Linked DNA regions of Sus scrofa: region 2 is linked to region 1. A link is a contact called in public HiChIP or PLAC-seq data. All regions are on one chromosome and are shown on one strand. The core of a region is the stretch at or near the end of the contact, and the rest is flanking DNA. Distances in the headings are between cores, read along the strand shown. Region 1 holds the start of GLYATL2 (glycine N-acyltransferase-like protein 2). Region 2 overlaps LPXN (leupaxin).

What was found. HiChIP or PLAC-seq counts read pairs in DNA pulled down with a chosen protein or histone mark.
Region 2: a contact with region 1 is called in an H3K27ac HiChIP or PLAC-seq map of alveolar macrophages. The contact joins the enhancer-like site here to the promoter of GLYATL2 in region 1. A contact is called at or near these places in 1 of 5 promoter capture datasets (liver), 9 of 47 Hi-C or Micro-C datasets (alveolar macrophages, blood, embryonic fibroblasts and 5 more) and 2 of 2 datasets of contacts at active chromatin or transcription factors (alveolar macrophages and skeletal muscle).

What each region holds. Positions count from the first base shown.
Region 1 is chr2:12,278,768-12,281,467 of Sscrofa11.1, reverse strand. It overlaps GLYATL2 (glycine N-acyltransferase-like protein 2), which reads right to left and starts at 1,375. Exons shown (of 8, transcript XM_005660879.3): 1 at 1,262-1,375. It overlaps FAM111B (protein FAM111B), which reads left to right and starts at 2,082. Exons shown (of 4, transcript XM_003353861.3): 1 at 2,082-2,279; 2 at 2,577-2,626.
Region 2 is chr2:12,548,921-12,551,620 of Sscrofa11.1, reverse strand. The region is part of intron 3 of LPXN (leupaxin); the gene reads right to left. Among named protein-coding and RNA genes, the nearest start is that of LPXN, 15 kb to the right of the region's middle. Within about 2 kb of position 1,325, at least 16 of the 83 cell types and tissues checked have an H3K27ac peak or open chromatin away from gene starts, as enhancers often do. A contact at or near this core is called in alveolar macrophages and retroperitoneal adipose tissue, where this site is marked.

The DNA of each region.
Region 1 (2,700 bases), core at 126-2,625:
ATTCTTTTTTTGCCTCTTCCTTTTCACAGCACCTCAAATAGACTTGTCAGTGAATGGCCAACATCGTTACCATCATAAGTCCAAGTTTCTCTGTCTCTCTCTCTCTCTTTCACTTTGGTCTATGTTATTCCTTGGCATGTTCAGTCTTCTGTCCCTTCCTGACCCTCCCTGGGGACTCACTATCATATATTGAATGTGATTGCTTTTACTTCACTCCTCGTCACACAGTTGGAATGGATTAGGATCTTTAAATCAACATGTCAAAGCAGAATTCACACACACACACACACACACACACACACACACGCGGCGGCGGCAGCAGCAGCAGAAGAAGAAACACCTCCTGCCTGGGATCTCCCATACCAGTTAATGGAGACTTTATCCTTGCTCAGGTTGCTCCATTCAAAAGCCCAGGAATCATCACTGAGCCCTCTTTTTCTCTGCTTTCCTGAACTTCCCATCCATAAACAAAACCGGTGGACGTGCCCTTCAAAATCAATGCAGCATCAAAACAGCATTCGCCCCTCCATCACTACCACTGCAGCCTGCCCCTACCACATCTCTGGAAACCTGGGGTAACCTCCCCCTCATCGCTTTCTCCTTCTGTATCTACTCTTGTCCCCCAGAGTTTGTCGCCCTTATAGCTGCCAGTGATTTTTTTAAAAATCAGATTATATGACTCCCTTGCTTCAAACTCTCTGTTTAGAATAAATCTCACATTTGTAATAAAATCCAGACTCCTTAACGTAACCTACAGTTTGCTTAGTGACCATGGCAAATACGAGTACTCCTGAAGTTATGATCCTTTCCAGGACAAATTCTCCGTCCTCAGAAACATCAGGCAACATCAACAGCACCCTCCCCTACGCCTCTTACTTTTCATAACTTTTTTTTAACATCTCCAGTCTACAAAGAAATGAGAATCAGCAAGTCCCCTTGGGCAAAAATTTGTCCTCCTTCTGTGTATGTTAGTACCGGTCACTTGTACCACTTTAAGATGATTTAAAGAAGAGCCGTGATTTGATCAAATTATCATAGTTTTTCTCTTTTCTTCCAGCCTTTTCATATTATTTTTACAATTACACTTCTAAGGTTCACTCTGTCCAAACCCCACTGAGCACCTGGAATTTAAACAATGATCACAGTTGCTCTGTATATAGTTTACATTAAGTCCAGAAAAGCTGTCAGTAGTATCCCAACACCATCAGTCTTTACATAAACATCCATTCTACTTCAAAAGGAAGGGTTACTCATCACCTACCAGTTCTATTTTCCCCTTCTTTGACCAGCTTCTCAAAAATAGCATCCAAAACGAAGGCACCCCCTCCTGTTCAGTTTCTTAAACGGTAAAATGTTTTCTCAAGCCCACTTTTTGGTCATCAGTTGGAAGATGGGTAACGCTGCAGCCCCCTTAGGACTGGAAATTTCTAATGCACGTTCTGGGAACCGAGAGGGCAGCTGCTGGTCTCTTCCTCCTGGTTGGAGAGTTTCTGTGCAACAGCCTCTAGATGAAGTTGTCACTTTTGCGGGGGACACCAAGTCTGCCGCCTGCTTTGGGCCACTTCATGCGCTGGAAGCTGGCGAAGTGTACGGCCACAACCCCGCAGGTTCCGGGCCAGGAGCCTCTCCTGGGAAGCTCAGTCCACTGCTGCTGCCCATCCTGGAGTGGCTGAGGGGATGCGATGGCCGCTCACTCAGCTTCAGCGACCAGGCTGTTGGGCCTGCTCTTCCGACTCCGGGGCTCACCGTTCCCACCCCAAGCCGCCACTGTGTAATTTGACCCTCGGGCAGAACGCTCCTCCCTCTACCGCCCCTCGCTAGCTCAGCAACTCTCCCGACTACAATAGATGCAGATTTGGCGGGCAGGGATGAAGGGAAATAACTGCTCCAAGTTTGACCCGGAACAAGGAAGCTGGCTGTGGACCTAGGGTGGGAAGGGAATGGATGAACAGGACCGGGGCGGGGTAATCACGGCCATCTGCGCGGCTGGGCACGTCTCTCCCCGTTACCCCGCGTGATGCAGTCCACACCCATCTTTTTCTGGCACCCGCTCAGAGGCCGGAATCGGCCAATCGGCTTCCAAAGTGGATGAGTGTCTGTCGGAAGAGCGCAGACAGCCTCTGCAGCTTCCCGCCCGACGGTCTACTCCCTGGCGCATTGCTCGCTTTCACTTGCTAGGGTGAACATTCCAGGAAGCCTCAGCGAAGCGCCGTCATCGCCCCTCTTCTGGATCCCAGCAAGGCTGGCACAGACACTGTTGGGGCAGATTCACAGCTTCTGTGAGTGGCTCCTCCGGTGGGAGTTCTTAGGGGATGGTTGTCAAGGGCGCTAGCTAGAAGGATCTCAGTCCAGATCCTAGGAGGTTTTGGAGGGAGAGGGACTGAGGCATCCTCCCGTTGTGGTAAACCACTCCCCAGCCTCAAGAGTTTTACACCTGGAAAGGCTTTGAGATAGTCTAGGTAGCTGTTCCAACCGAGGTGCGGTGGGGCTTTGGAGGGAGGGAGGGGGGCGCATGTAAGTTCCTTGGAAGTTACTGTTCCATCGATTTTGCCTACTTTTGTCCGTTTTGCTTTCAGACTGGAGGGTAAATCCGGTCCCTGGCACTTTATTTGGCCAGACGTCTAAGGTAATAACTGTCTTAATATTCTCGTCTCCTAGTTCTGTCAGCTGTGTCCACTTCTGGATCTGTTCCTTTTCACT
Region 2 (2,700 bases), core at 76-2,575, 270 kb before region 1:
ATCCCCGGCCCAGCACAGGGGGTTAAGCACTGCCACAGCTGCGACTCAGATCTCATCTCCTGATTCCTGTTCCAGGAACTCCATATGTGTGGGACGGCCAAAAAAGGGGGGAAAAAAAAAGAAAAGAAAAAAAGGACTGTCTCTTGGGTACGACATGGCCTGCTACTGACTCACACTGGAGTATTTAACAAGAGAAATGTAGGAGGAAAGTGGATAGTTTCCCCTCTGAAAAGCGTTTACCTTTTAGGTGCAACATGGCCTCCTGCCAGACCAAAGTTTGAAACTGGGTCTTTTGTTTGTACGTTCATTTTCTGGAGGGAGAATTTAAGCACAAAAATGGTCAGGTATGCAAGTGATTGATTTAGTCCTTGGGCACTTCCAACAAAGCGCAGAGGAGCCTCTGGCACAGCGCTTTCCAGTCATGATCCTTTAGTGAGTGCTGGCATAGGAGTGCGCCTTAGAAATACAAAAGCAGCAGGACTGTGTTGTGCCCCAGTGGACACTGCATGTAGTTTCTTTCTTTCTTTTTTTTTTTTTTTTTTTTTTTTTTGGTAGGGGGCCACATCGGTGGCATATGGAATTTCCTGGAACAAGGGGTCAAATCGGAGCTGCAGCTGCCGGCCTACACCACAGCTACCACCGCAACACCAGATCTGAGACACGCCTGCAACCCACACTGAAGCTCTTGGCAACGCTGGATCCTTAACTCACTGACTGGGCGAGGCCAGAGCTCAAACCCGCATCCTCATTGATGCTGGTCAGGTTCTTAACTGCTGAGCCACAACAGGAACTTCTAAATGTTGTTTCTTATATGGGTCCGTATAATCCTAATAGCTTATCCTTCTCACAGTTGGTGGCATACTTGTTACTTATTGAAAGAACTCTCACTGGTTCCTAACTAGACTCCTAGTGCAGGGTATAAAGAGAAATGGATCATTGTCATAACATCGTTAAGTGTAATTGAGTCAACAGTGTAAGCTTCTTCTTTTTTTTTTTTTTGGTCTTTTTAGGGCTATACTCAAAGCATATGGGGGTTCCAGGCTAGGGGTCGAATTGGAGCTACAGCTGCTGGCCTACACCACAGCCATGGCAACATGGGATCCAAGCTACCACGTCTACAACCTACACCACAGCTCACCCACAGTGCCAGATCCCAGGCCCACTGAGCAAGGCCAGGGATCGAACCTGCATCCTCATGGATACTAGTCAGATTCATTTCTGCTGAGCCACGACAGGAACTTCAACAGTGTAAACTTCTAATTACTAAGTGAGAGACCTTGAAGAGTTGATGATTACATCATGACAGGAAATGTTTTTGAGAAGAGAGAAACCTCAAGGCAGAGCCTTTATGATTTGTCCCCTGACCTCCCGAAGATAGTGAGGGTGCTTAGCAATGCTATCAGCAACAACTTCATTACTCAGAGATTTTAATAACACAAATACAAGAGATGCACGTAAAAGAATCCAGACTTCACGGAGTTCCCGTCGTGGAGCAGCGGAAACGAATCCAAATAAGAACCATGAGGTTGCGGTTCGATCCCTGACCTTGCTCAGTGGGTTAAGTAGCCGGCTGCTACAGTTCTGGTCCGACCCCTAGCCTGGGACCCTCCATATGCCGTGGGGTGCAGCCCTAAAAAAGGACAAAAAGGAAAAAAAAAAAAAAGAATCCAGACTTCTCAAGTGAGGGGCTTCATCTTTTCCCCTTCTTTCCTCTGCAATATTTTTATGAAATAATTCACCCCTACTCTTACCAAAATTATTTTTGTGTAAAAGGGACATTCCTAAATATTATCATATCACCATGTTCACAACTGGTATTGAATAGATTTTCATGGTTGAAAGCAATGTTTGGTTAAATTTAAGCAAGCCAGAGGAAATGGTAGAGACAGACTGCAGGAATCTCTGTTTCTGAGTCTCAGGCTCTATCTGTACAGGGGAGCCTTGTAGGCTCTGAATTATACCAGCCTCGGATTTGTATCAGCCGGTTACATATTTACCAGGTCACCTGGATCTCCTATCACCCTCCCACACAGATCTATGCAGTAAGTATCACTCAGCCATGGTAAGTATATCAAATCGAGGTCCTCTCAGGAAATGCAAACACTGGGGGTAAACAGAAAGAACTTAATCCAGAAATTCGATTACACAGGTGATGGGAGCGCTAAGAAGCAAACAGAAAACACTGAGGGAACCCCGCGATTAGCTACAGCAGGAAGCCATTAGGCCAAAGGGACCGAACAAAGAGGCAGAATTACCAGAGCCCAGGAGCCCAGGGCTACGGGCATAAACTGGAACCACAGCAGACCTGCTTTTCTACAAATGAAGCCATAACAGGAGATACACCTGCTGACAGAGACACTGTGGTGAGAGAGAAAGTGGGGGTGCAAGTGCCCTAAATTTCCCTGCCTTTCACCCTCTGGTCTCTCTACAGTGTCTCCCATTGATGGAAGCCAGTGAGAGCCAACAAACTCTGGAGCCTAGAAAACCCAACCTCCAGGAGTCAGCTCCCCCAGAATACAGAGCAGAGTGAAAGAGGGAGAAAGGGGTTTGATGGGAAATAGACCAAAGAGTTGGACTGCAGAGGAGAAGGTGTCAATAAGTCAGTATTGCATGCCATCAGCCAATCACAGCGTCAGATGTAGAGGAAAACGGCTTTGGTTTGGGCTCGTTTTCATATGGGACGTTCCTGTGTTTATTAGC